Linked DNA regions of Gasterosteus aculeatus: region 1 is linked to region 2. A link is a contact called in public Hi-C data. All regions are on one chromosome and are shown on one strand. Each heading gives the region's core, a stretch centred on a gene start, on an enhancer-like site or on the middle of the called end of the contact. The rest is flanking DNA. Distances are from core to core; before and after follow the strand shown.

Region 1 (6,468 bases), core at 504-3,003, 49 kb after region 2:
AAAGACATCACATGTATGCTAAACACGTCGGCCCGAGATGAAAGATTTTCCAATATAGGTCTGGATGCTTAGCTTGCACTCGGCACAGGGGGGAGAAACGTGCACGTGAACATCACAACATCACAAAGGTCTCCGGCTTTTTTTGCGTTTTGTGTTTGTCCATTTCGACGCGAGTCACGCGGGCTCGCACCATCAAACTGTTTTTTCGGATGCCCTCCCTCGGTCTTCATTCCCCGAAAGACGCCTAGAATGTAGCACGACGACAACAGCGAATTAACGAGAGGCAGAAGGGGGAGAGAGACGTCCATTGAATTTAACAGAGGCGCTTTATGGCCCAGTCAAACCCATCGCTCCAAACACGAAGGTGAGCGGCGGGCGCCTCGAATCTGCTTAACCCCAACCGCCGTTGCTTTGACAATCCCGTCGTCCCGACTTGCCGACGTGTTGTCGCTTAAATGGGTCACTGTGGTTGAGGGAGACGGAGGGAAGGAGCGAGGGGAGGCGTGGCGAGAGACGGGGTGCCGGGTGGGAGACGGCATCACCGTGTTTCAGTCGGAAAGGCCCGCGCGCCAACTGTTTTACATACAGTGCACGCTTTGGATCTCAAACCCGGACACATCATAAGCAGGGACCTCATTAGATGGTGAAATGCTGTTTAAACTTTGTCCTTGGCAGCGAGCACACGTCAGCGTATGTAAAGAGGAGGGGAAAAAAGGGAAAAAAACACATCATAATTAATACAACAAACCCTTGGATGTAATCAGTCGCTCGTCTCATATTCCTCCTTTTAAACTCGCTACAAATGCATTAAAAGATCAAAGAACTCGCTTTCCTGTAAGGGGAATTAAAATGGTGTTATTTTAGTTGCGTTTGAGTAATAATCTTTTTATGAAGTTCTCCAGAGTTTAACAAAGCAACAGATGGTTGAATGATTTACCAGAATTACCCACATGCTTTGTTGGCTGCGCCATTTGATTCGCTTCCAAAAAAACCTGAATCCAAACATGGACTATTTATGCCTCTTCGTCTGCAAGCTCTGGCGTTTCACCTGATGGCTTTTTTGAAACACTGCAATCTTTCTTTACATCGATTGGCTCACAACGTATTTTTTTTTAACACAATTCCCACCTGTTCACCCGCCTCGCGCTCATGCTGAATTTATATTTCCCTCCAGGATTTGTGTGCATGAAACATCTTTGAGCAAAGACTCCATACCTTTAATAATAATTGAATAATAATATGTAAAAAAAAAAGGAAAATGAGCTAATACCTATTATGCACGTTTAGTTGAGTATTTAACAAATATAGTCTTCAATGTCAGTTATTAGTTTAAACAACGTAATCATGCCAATCAGTTATAAAATCGGCTTAAATAATACATTGATTATAAACATTGTAGCAGATATTTTTCACTATACCCCTACGCTTGTGTTAACATGCCTCAAGATGGCTGCATTCAGCAGTCGTTGGCAAAGATTTCTTTGAAATGACAAAGAGGAATATGTACCTCTGAATCACTTCAGTGCACCCATTCAGACTGAAATCCCACTTCCAACTGAATCACAGGGAACGACAGGACATAGTTGGCTTTTACATGTGAGCGGCAGTTCATTTCGAGAGGAAAACAGTTTTGTCCTACAGTTTATTCATGTAAGCTGCTGTCCCTTTTTTTCATCGCTTGGTTAATATTGACTTTGCTCTACAGCTGCCGCCATTGAAGTCGTGCGGTGCAGCTGACAGAAAGAGAGAGAGAGAGCGAGAGAGAGAGAGAGAGAGTGGATTCAGGAAGAATGGAACGGGAGTAGTTGTGGTTACATTGTATTTTCTGAATGTCCTTGATCTGCAAGATTGTGCGACAAGTCCAGATACGTGTGCGCTTCAGCGCTCGGCCATCAGCATGTGATTGTGAACATCAGTTCCAATTTGTCTCCCTCTTTTAGCCGTGTTGTCTAATTGCCATGCCGTCGGTGTGTCATCGAGGCTGCATTGTGTTCCTGTTTTGTCATCCTTATCTCGGTGATAATTGCTGCTGCCAAATAGAGGGGAATTAAGAAAAGAAATTGCTAATGACAAGACATCCAAGAAAAAGCATGTTCTCTGGTTTCCTTTATCTGTTCTGTTCCCTCTGTGTCCCGAGTGCGATTGTGGTAATTACTGTCGGTGCATAACAAGCTAGTTAAATAGACCATCTCTCTGTTTCTACAGTCGGAAAGCACAATACGCCGGAGTGCTCAGTTCAAACAGAAAAACCTACCCAGCTCCCTTTGTTATTCCACCCGTGCATTGACAACGGTAGCAGAGAGGAGGGAAGGGAAAAAAAAAATCAATGCTGTCAAATGCGGAGATAGGAAAATGTCATTTTGACAAATGCAAGGCTTTGTGTACGCACAGATTGAATTTTGATGGATTTCTCCCCAGGCGAGGGCCTCCTTTTCTTATTTATATGCCTTGATATAAAAATGTTAAACAATGATGTTACAGAGAGCAAATACAAATGTCATTGGCACAAAAAAAAAGGCTCCGATGAACTTGTGGTTCTTTGTTTGCAGGGAAACATTTTCTTTCACAAGACAGACAGCCATGTGAAGCCTTTCTGAAAACTTACATGGCTATTTTTAGTCAAATGTTACACAAGCCTTGTATTTTGATATGGCCTGTCACGGAGTATTTGCATGGGGAAATCAATGCAAATGAATTTGCATTAGTTCAAACAGAAGTTTGAGCATATTGCCAAGCGTTTGATGCTGGTAATGGTTCTCATTCATACCTGCAGGCGTCTGAGGGTTAACAAATCTCTTGGTCGGGATGAAGCATATTCTCTATTTTGTCACATAGCGGCGTAGTGCTCAATATTCATTGGCATCCTTTCAGCTGAAGAGCAGTGACTGTGGGAAAATGGGAGAATGATATTATGTGTTATCCTTCAGCCTTTGTCGATCTTTCTGTCCCGCTATCTATATATCGGTCTGTCCTGTTAAAGTACAACACTTTGATATTTGTGTATGATATATAGTATGTAACTCTATTTAGCTGCGTTTGGAAAGGAGATATTGTCCTTATTACCGACCATGAATTTCGCTCTACATAATATTATGTTGGTATGGTGATCTAAATACTGTCTCCGGTGTGATGACTGTGTGTGACGTCATGTCTTTCAGCTCCCTTTCTGACTGCTGTGTCTTCTGTCTCCCACAGTCAACCTTTGGACCATGTTTCAAGCTGCTCAGAAACTAGGAGGATATGAGTTAGTAAGTATTCACATGTGTGGGGACATTTTCCCTCCCTGTCGTTGACCCCCCTTCTATCTTCCATCTCCGCCTCTTTCTGTTTGCCTTCTCCCTGCCTCTGTGTGTTTATTACCCCCCCCCCCCCCCCCCCCCCCCCCCACCCCCACACACACACACTCCCTTCCCCTCTCTCACTTACTCTGCCCTGGTCAGAAGGAAATTGGTCAAATCGCTCATCTCTTCCCATGTTGGGGATGAAGTGAAATGCACATACGAGTATGTATGAGGCGCAGGCTTTTAACTCGGCCGCCCCACCTGCCGTTTATTCTTTCATTCATGGGCGACGTGTTTCCAAAGTGAAGTCAATGTTTGATCTCGAGTTGGCAAGTGTGTTGCTCGTGCCTTTTTCTTCATTAGCTCCCTGGTTTAATGTCATCGAAACAGACAGCCAGACCAGACTATAAACAGGATCCAGCTCATATAATTGTGGCTCGTATCCTTTTAAACCCTCGTATCTGCAGCTGATTATCTCACGTTTTTTATGTCCGGGCTTCGTTGGCTCTGTGGCAGCTCGGAGTTTTGTGTTTTGTGTTGTAGCTCGTCATCTATATTACGGGATAAGAGGTTATAACAGGAACAACTGACTGCATGATGTTAACTGAGCTTATTATGTTAGAGAATTGAGTGTTGAGGATTCAATAACTGGAATATCATGACTCAGTAACTCCCCCAGACCTCCAAATGATCTCAACCACTAGTGTTCTTCTCTTTGTTTTCACTTTCCTTTTTCCGATTCTTTCTTTTCCTCGATCTGCACTCATCTCTCTGTCTCTCATTCTTCTTTTTTTTTTGCTCTTTGTCTTAACGCCTTTTCCCTCTCAACCATCCCTCCAGATCACGGTCCGCAGGCAGTGGAAGCATGTATACGATGAATTGGGCGGGAACCCAAGCAGCACAAGTGCCGCCACGTGTACACGGAGACACTACGAGAGGTGAGTTATCGCGTTCGTCAGTTTTTATATGACACATTATGCATGCACACATGGAACAGTTTGCAGAGCCTGAAATGAGTAAACTCTCCCACAGCTGCATCAGATATAATTTCACAATGCTTTATTCATAACATCAGGGCACTGCAGAAGAATTGGTCTCATTCAGTGGAAGTCAATGCACTTACACATTTGTGAAGAATAGTCTCTCACTGTTGGGGCATGCAGTTCTAATAGGATTAAGAAATGCTTTCCTCATGGGCCTGAATCAATTCCTGATGAGATGCGATTCAGTTCTTTTTCTAAGGATTAATTGATTAGTTGTGTGGCACTGTGGAACCAATTATGCAGTAAACTCCACCCATGGTGCTGTACAAGCAGGCTAAAGAGGATTTAAAAGCTCAAAATGACTGCAAAGTTTTGAATTATTAAGTGACCTACATGGATGCACGTATAAAAAGTAACTAGCCTCTCCACCAAACATGCATTGCTGGCAAACGGAGCTGCAAGATCAAATGAAAACACCAATTTAATGTATTCCACTAATCATTCAGTCAGATACTGCAGCAGTTTGAATTTTCCACATTATAATCACTCGGATGGTATTACCAAACCAAAGCAAGCGTATGAATAGGATCCTGAGGGAGCTGTGAGGGTATTATTCAGGGCTGCCTGCACACACTCGCACTCCCGCGCACACACAAACATGCACGCACGCCCACTTTCTCAAGGTTAAACAAATGGCAAACACAATCTTCCCAGCAAGAGATAACCAGTCGCTCATGAGGCAGGTCGTTCCTCCGGGCCGGCGACCCTCTCCACATCCTTCTGGCTGCTGCAGACTCATGCATCAGCACAGCTCCGGCAGACACACACACACACACACACACACCTGTCAGTAACGCAGCAATGTGCCAGCCGTACCATATGAGGGAGTCGGGCAGTTTGATATTGTGTCAAGATTGCACGCTGTAAGCGAATTTGAAAGCCCTGGCAGTGGCGAGCGGAGAGGTTTTTCCAGGAAATTTGTGAAAGCATATGTGTGAGAGGGTGTTGTTCGGTGTGTGGGATTTGTACACAGGTTGACACTGTGCCTCTAAATGTTTGGACTGAGGGTGAATCCAGTGTTTACACAGCATTCTTAGTTCCTCCCCACTGCCTCCAGCAGGTATATCTTATATTTATACCCATAATAGCTGTGACGTTTAAGTGACGGAGATGATGCTGGTCAAATTTTTGTGGGGACGCCGGTACGATGCGCCTCTGCCAACGAACGACTTTTGAAGCCAGATGTGGAGAGCCATGCTGTTCACCCGTTTTTTAAGGGCGCAAACGGGGGAAGCCGGGCGGCTGCAGGACGAAGCCGGAGCGGGAGGCGCTGAGGTGTGACTGCTGCTGCGCCGGCCTTTCCTTCTCCAGCCACCGAGAGAAAATAACGCTGAATCAATACAAAGCAATAATATCCACACACTGCGGTGAATATCAGGCTGACAGGGGGAGAAGGTGTGAGAGGGAGGGGTGGAGGAGATGGGGCATGTGTGTGAGAGAGAGAGAGAGAGAGAGAGAGAGATCAGCTGAACCTGAGCAAGTTTCCATTCAGGGGAATCATTTTAGCTGAGCCTTGGTGTTCGCGCTGCTTGGAGGGCAATTAGCTTCATTGTATTAACTCAGCAAACACGGCCATTCTCTCTGCATGATGAATGAGGCTGTTTGTGGGCTCGCTGAAGTGTGCGTTTGTTCCCCAGAGGCGTCTTTGTTTCCACCTTTAATCATTAGTCAATGTGCTACAGAAATATAATTCACAGGGACGAATGTACGGTGCGTAAACTGGAACAACACGCGTGTTTTTCTTCTCCTCTCCGAAGGATCGCTTCTGATGTGTCTCCAAAGTACAGTAGAGCAGGAAATGTGAAGTATGACGCGAGTGGGAAGAAAGGGAACTATACCTCAGGACACAATTGCCTTAGATTAAGTGGCTGTCTTGGCATTATTTGGGTTAAAGACTGTGGATATCCACAAGCATTCTGCTCTCATTTTAAATTATACACATTATCCCTTTACAGCTCTAATGGTAAAATCAAATGAAATGGTTTCCTAGGAGATGTTATTGTAAAAGACGGAGCCAGGGGCATAATCACTATATTTATGCTGTCCAGGAGCAGTTGGTAATGGAGTTACACGGCTGAAATTGAACAGAAGATAACCTCAGCTAATTGTAATTTTCAAAGTTACTCTTCTTTTTTTTGTCGCTG
Region 2 (6,754 bases), core at 3,457-5,956:
AAACGACTTAGCTTAATGTTGACTGTTGTGACTGAATAGATGGATGGCACCAAGCATGAGTTATGCATAAAACGTGATGAAACGTGGCTCGGATAAACAAGTGTGAACACAGATAAGAACAAAAATAGATAAATGTGTTTTTTTCATTTTTTTTTTCAGAAGCCTTTTCATTCTGCTGTGAAGAGCAAAGCTCACACATTTCGCTGCACGCAGCAACTGCTTTGATGTTCTGAAGATATAACTGCGTCCCAGATATTTATGAGCTAAGTCAGTTAACATTCAGCCAACGCCGGCTGACACCTGCTAATGCACGCAGAAATCATCTCAAATCGCCTCCAGATGAACACTTCCAACTCACGTCCTGATTAAAAGTGAACCCTTCACTAAACTAATTGGATTTCCAAGCGTGCATGTGCCGTCGACTGTTGGCGGACTCGCATGTGATCGGACGGAGGGAAAGGTAACACCAGCACATAATGAGTCTAAGAGGCTTAAATTAGCCCAGCAACATCCCTCGGTTCTCCTGTTACCTTTCCTAAAGTCTCGCTGCAGACCGGGGGGGCGGGGGGCGGGGGGCATTGTCATGTCATTACAGCAGCATAAAGACCGAGGTGTAAAGTTACTAGTGAAACATGTTCCTCTGGACAAATCTACTTGATGGATATTTAATGTCCCAGGGCTTTCCATTGATGATAGATGGCTGTCCTCTGGGGTAATGCAATTGCGAATTACTAGAAATCGGCGCGCGTGCTGCACTTATTTCTCAGAGGTGTTCTTGTTTTAGTCGTCTGTAGATTTTCTGAATGTCTGCCAATGTCTGAAGTTTGGATTCCAGTATCACATTGACAGGAAAATGGACGAGTGGGAGAACATTTGGGCTGTAAAATGATATGTTGGAGAAATATTTAAAAATAAGAAATATTTTTCCAGTGTGTTTTTTCTCTACTCAACGAGTTACTCATTTGTTACGTAAAGGTACAGGTCGTGGGATTTGGTGTCATCTAGTGATGATGTTGCAGATTGTAACCGGTGGAAATTCTCCCCTGTGTCAGGTGGGTTTGACACGCGTCACCAATAGGCTGACAGGCTTGTATCCGGACCTAATACCAATAGATAAATGAGAGAAATAAAACGTTTTGATAGAGCCATTCTCACCGAAACTCACCGACAAATAGCATCATTTCACGAGACGCTACTCAGCCAATCGAATGCGCGGATTCCCGATAAGCATCCCGACTCGAGTGAGAGAGAAGGGACAGAGTTATAAATGCATTGACCTTTATGTGTCTCTTCTGCTCAGAGACGGTGGCGATTATTAAAAGCAATAATGTGAAGAACCACTGCGAGACTAATCACACAGCTCCTGAGCAAACCGACCCACTCAGATCTGAAATGAAAGCACAGAGAACAAACAATCCAAGAGCCTGACGTGATGAATCCACCAACACATTTTTATCGCGGCCCAACAATTATGTAAACAGGGAGGCGTGTCGATGTGAAACAAGTGGTTTCAATGATCACAGATAGAGTCCCTGCACACTCTCTCTCAACAACAGGCAGATTGTGTCTTTTCTGGATGACCTCACACCTGAGTGAAGTGAATTCAAAGCCACGGGGAGAGGACGATTCCGTTACTTGAAATGAGAGAAGAACATTGAACAGTACTATTAAATAATGTTTTTTATTTCAATTAAATTGATGTTGAGTCATTTGTTTGCTTTGACAGTCAGGTGTTGACTATATATAGACACTAAATCAACATAATTGCTACTAAATCATGTTGTTTGCACAAGGACAATAAAACCAATGTTTTGAAAAAAGCAGCAACATACAAAGATTAAGCTGTGATTTAATGACTTACCGTTGTGCAAAGTGTACTAAATGAACATGTCTTTGATTCTGTAAAGGCTCATAAGCCAAATTAACTGTTTTCTGTTCAAAGGAATGAAGAAATGCTAATAAATAATATTGGCCCTTTGATTTCTTGTGGATCGGACCATCAAAGGGTTGATTCGATTCATCCTCGCAGCGCTCTGTGAGTTATTTTCATACCTGCAGCTCTAACACCATGCAAGGCATCCTGATATTCATACTCATCATGTAGGTCATGTGGAAACGTTCTATTTTATTGCTCTTTGTACTGCTTTGCTGGGGTTGCAACGGTAGCCCCGGCTCTCTTATTTTCAACAGGACTTTCCGAGGTCATTTGTGGCTCCCTGCTGACGCCGCCTCATTCGCTACAATATGGCCCATAATAAGGCCTTTCCAGTTCCTCCATTGTGGACATTTTTTCAGGCGTCCCTGCTCGCTCATGCAGCCAACACGGAACATTATTAGTGTTTCAAAAGTTTTGCGTCAGAGATTTTAAAAATGAACCAAAGAGAATTCACGTTGCGAGCGATTCTTATTTCACTCGGCCGGTCAGCCAAACGCCCCAATGGACAATTTGGCGAGCAGTGAATGCGAAATTGGGAAAACAGCTTGAAAATGTAAACAGTCTGAGGTGAAAAAAAAAACTCCCCCTGCAAGTTTCCAGACCCACAGATGTGGCTGGACTTAAAGACGGATACTTTCCGATTTAGTTAAGCAATTTGAGCTCTAACTGGTCCGCCGGAAATTCATGTTAAACTGTTATACGACGTTATGCACAGTGTATTTCTCCAGCTACTCATTTGTCTCCAGGCTTACTGCATGTTGACTCTTATTGTTTCAATGTATTTATTTTCCATGTTTTGAGTTTACTCAGGAGTATAAACCCTGTAAATGACTGTACGTCTTTGTGACGTCCTTGTTGGAATCTTATCTGGTCCCAAAGACATGCCGAGGTAATAGAGAAGCAGATGAGATCGAACATGTCGACTTTACACTAAGCGTGCGGCTTGAGAAGATGCTCTCAGTATTTTGAGTCCTCACGTGAAGCTCCCGCTCACACCAACTGGCTTCGACATCCGCACCGCAACTTTGCAGTCGCTGCCCTCGTATCGGGTTGTTGACAAGAAAACTCTAGTGGCTCTAGTCGAGCTCTAGTGGTGCCATTGATTAACCGTGGACTTCATTACAGTGGCGGCCATTAACAATGCAACCCCATTGATTCCGCCGCTGAAAAAGGCTGGGAGAGAAATCAGGAGAGATAACACTTAAGAGTCGCGGTCTGTATGAGATTCCCTCCACGATACCAATACTGCAGCAGCCGCATATAAGACAACCAGCATCTGTGTAATCCACTTATTTTCTCCAAACTGATGCACTAAACTTGCACTTAAAATATCAAAGCGTCACGGAACATTGCCCCAGCTATTTTAATAGTGATACATCATGTTCTTTGAATAAAGAGCAGTGAAGAGGAACTGGTGGTATTTTAGAGAAATGAAATGACGAGCCTGCTCTCAACTGATCTATAATACATACGTCTTGAAGATAACACAGATGTTATCTAGACAGACATTCACAGCAGCAGATATATAGCGATAACACATACCATTTGGTACACAGGAAAACAATTTAACTAGATGTGGATTAATGCGCCTGCACGCGCCGGCCGTCATAAAAAGCGCATTGCGTAATAGTGTACTGGAAATAGCTGGTGTCAGAAGTAGGCCTATACGTCGCTGTTGCAATGCTCTGTGATCTGAGTGGTGGATGCGTTGCAGGGCAGCGGGTGGAAGACGGCGGGGAAACAGCACGGCCGTGTGGATGGAGCCGGTACTACACCACGCATTATTTATTCCAGACAGCCGATGAAATTCAGCTGACACATTCAGCAGCGGAGAGCGAAAGGACAATGGGTCCACACGTGTAAATAGGAACCGTGTAGTTTGTGTAACTTTGTCCAAACATCGTAGCTGTGTTTAATCAATCGTGGCTTAATATTGGTGTTTTATTGCCGTTGTTATCGCCCGGTTTTGGGAGGCCAATAAATATGAATCGACATAATTACATAAAAGGCTTCGACCGTGCAAACGTGTAAACCCGTGTCACATGTGTTCCGCTTTCTTCGCCAGGTCAGCGCATCGTCTTGTAGATGATTTATGTCTGCTTAATGAACCGCCTTGTGGATTCCGTCTCGTGACGCCCCGCTTTCTAACTCGGCCAATTTTTGTCTTTTCACCTCGCCTCAAAAATACAAAAAAAGGGCCATTATTTTAAGCATTAAACCGAAGCCGCGCGCCCGAGCTGTAAAGCATTTGCAAGTTCCGCTCAGAGCGAAACCGCCACCTAACGGGTGCCCACATTGCCTTTTGAGGAATCATTTGATAGCCCTATTAACTTTCATGTAACATTGTTTCTTGAAGGCATCCACAGCAAGCGCCTCAGTGTCATTACTGTGAGAAATGTGCTTTCATAGTGAACGTCTTTTACACAAGTCCTGGAAGACACAAAGTCTCAGGAAAGACCACAATCGTTCTATATGAGCTAAAATGAAGCGTACAGGGGAAAATCACTACCCCCAAAACACATTTGGGTTTTTTAAAAACAATTACCGTCTAAGTATGCTTGAACGTTATTAGTGAATATGATTATATTTGAAAATTTTGTCCCGGCACGCGATTCCGTCTAATGGAAATTCACACCAAAACATTAAAAAAATGTTTTTATTTCAATACATGAATACAGATACTTTCACGATATGATAATCAGTCTATGTAGCACGAAACATATTTTTTCCCGCACCCTTATTGGACTTAAACACGAGGATTTAAACTCCACGGGAATATGTCCCTTGCAGGACCTTCGCGATCCATTCAAGCCAGCAAGTTTGGAGAGCGTGTTGAGTTTAATCAATTCATAACGTCGAGATGGAGCCGAACTCACTGAAGGTAACGTTTGTTATCAACCGTCTATTTGTGTTATTTTCGCGTTGTGCTAATCGCCGCATACTGTAAGATGTACTCGGGTACCTAATACACAAAACTTTGCACACATTTCCTTTGGCATGACCGCATCTGTGTCATATGTTGAACATTAAACATAGTTACATGATGATGCAGGAAAACTGCGATGTCCTAATGTGATATTTGCCAGACGTGCGTATTTACGCATACATGTTTGAAACGTTTGTGTGACACGATTTGTTTACCAAATGAGTTAATAAGCCATTCATTGATTTCTCCCTTTCTGTTTCCTCTACAGTGGGTGGGCTCGTCTTGCGGTTTACATGGACCATATATATTCTATAAAGCCTTTAAATTTAACCGGGACGGCAAACCGAGGATTCTGTCTCTCGGAGACTTCTTCTTCGTCAGATGTAAACCGGAGGATCCTATTTGCATAGCGGAGCTTCAGCTGCTCTGGGAAGAAAGAACAAGCAAGCAACTTTTATCAAGCTCCAAACTTTATTTTCTACCAGAGGATACTCCCCAGGGACGGACAGTCATCCACGGAGAGGTAGGACTAGTATTCATAACGCATACTTTATGGACGATTTGTTTGCTCTCGCTGGTTCTCGAGTATTTTTTTAAAATTTTTATTTAACGGCATCTTTTTCTGCATTAAGAGCCGCCAGTGGATGTTCGGCGGCGGACATTCGCATAGACGCGTGCACGGCATCGATGCGCCCGAGCAGCTAAATGATTGACCTACTATTTGTTGTATTTGTTGCCTGGTTTTACTTTAACCCATCAGCCCATTGTGGTGTCAACTGCTGAATGTGCACTTGTCCAGCTGCGGTCAATAAGACCGCTGCGGCGCTCTATGGGGGCTTAATTGCGTTATAAAGGGGGGGGGTCCGCAAGAATCCTGCGCTCGGGCTCTTGTCATTTCATTTCTTTTTGTTGTGTGTGTGTGTATGTTGTTGGTTTAAACCGTGTCAAATGCTGACATGCGGGCGGAAATTGCGAAACGGTAATGAACGTATGGGGAGGGGGGGGGAAGGGGGGGTCAACCCGGCTCAGATCGCTCGCCGCGATAGTTATTGGATATTTCTTAATGCCGCCTGGTGTTGCAATAGACGAGAGTCGTAACGCGTGGCGGAGCGCAGCCAGCGCCGACACGTTTCGACTACGACCTCTTTCATCCTCCACGACGTGACTTATAAAGGAGAAGTAGAAGAAGAAGAAGAAGGAGGAGAAGAAGAAGAAGAAGAAGAAGAAGAAGAAGAAGAAGAAGAGGCGTTACGTCGCGGCCGTTGTTGGCACAGTGAAGGCGATAGTTGATGATTGACTGTGGCCGTATGTGGCGGTCAGTGATCCGGTTACATTGTTGCGCTCGCTGGCATCAACTCGGATACCGAGAGTTCTTCTCATCGGCTGTAAGAAAACAAACAAACGCAGTGTTGTTTTCCTCCCTGCGAATATACACCCCCCCCCCCCCCCCCCCCTCAAGAAAAACCTGCGACCACACGGCACTTGGATTCCTCCTCCCCGCCTGTGATCACTGCGCGGCGGGATGGGAACGATTGTGCGCGCCGCTCGGGATATTGTTTACGGGGAAGGGACAAAGCCGTGTTTGTGCTCGCGTCTTCCTGCCGATGCCTTTACTTACATTCTTTCCTCTTGAGTAACAAGAGCGGCGATCACGTTTCCCCTTTCGCGAGGAAGGTGGATCTTTCTGTGGGTCTTGTCGCACGGGGCGAGCCGGCGTCTCTGCGGCAGACTTTCTGCTGTCGCTCCTCTCGCTTATCATTATTATTATTATTATTATTATTATTATTTAATAATTACTGTGAGTGCACGCACCGCCGGTTCTGAGGCCAAACTTGCGCAACGACACGTCAGATCCGCCCCCCCCCCCTTTTTTTTTTAACCCGGAGACCTAT

Evidence for each region. Hi-C and Micro-C count contacts between places; a contact is called where the count stands out from the background.
Region 1: a contact with region 2 is called in a Hi-C map of liver, with 4 times the contacts expected there. The contact joins the enhancer-like site here to the promoter of arid5b in region 2. A contact is called at or near these places in 5 of 6 Hi-C or Micro-C datasets (blood and trunk muscle, liver, skeletal muscle and 1 more).

Annotation. Positions count from the first base shown.
Region 1 is chr6:16,082,563-16,089,030 of fGasAcu3.hap1.1, forward strand. It overlaps arid5b (AT-rich interaction domain 5B), which reads left to right. Exons shown (of 10, transcript XM_040178722.2): 7 at 3,196-3,248; 8 at 4,122-4,219. Among protein-coding and RNA genes, the nearest start is that of rtkn2, 22 kb to the right of the region's middle. Within about 2 kb of position 1,754, at least 2 of the 9 cell types and tissues checked have open chromatin away from gene starts, as enhancers often do. A contact at or near this core is called in liver, where this site is marked.
Region 2 is chr6:16,030,527-16,037,280 of fGasAcu3.hap1.1, forward strand. arid5b (AT-rich interaction domain 5B) reads left to right here and starts at 4,707. Exons shown (of 10, transcript XM_040178722.2): 1 at 4,707-4,817; 2 at 5,131-5,385. The coding sequence starts at 4,797.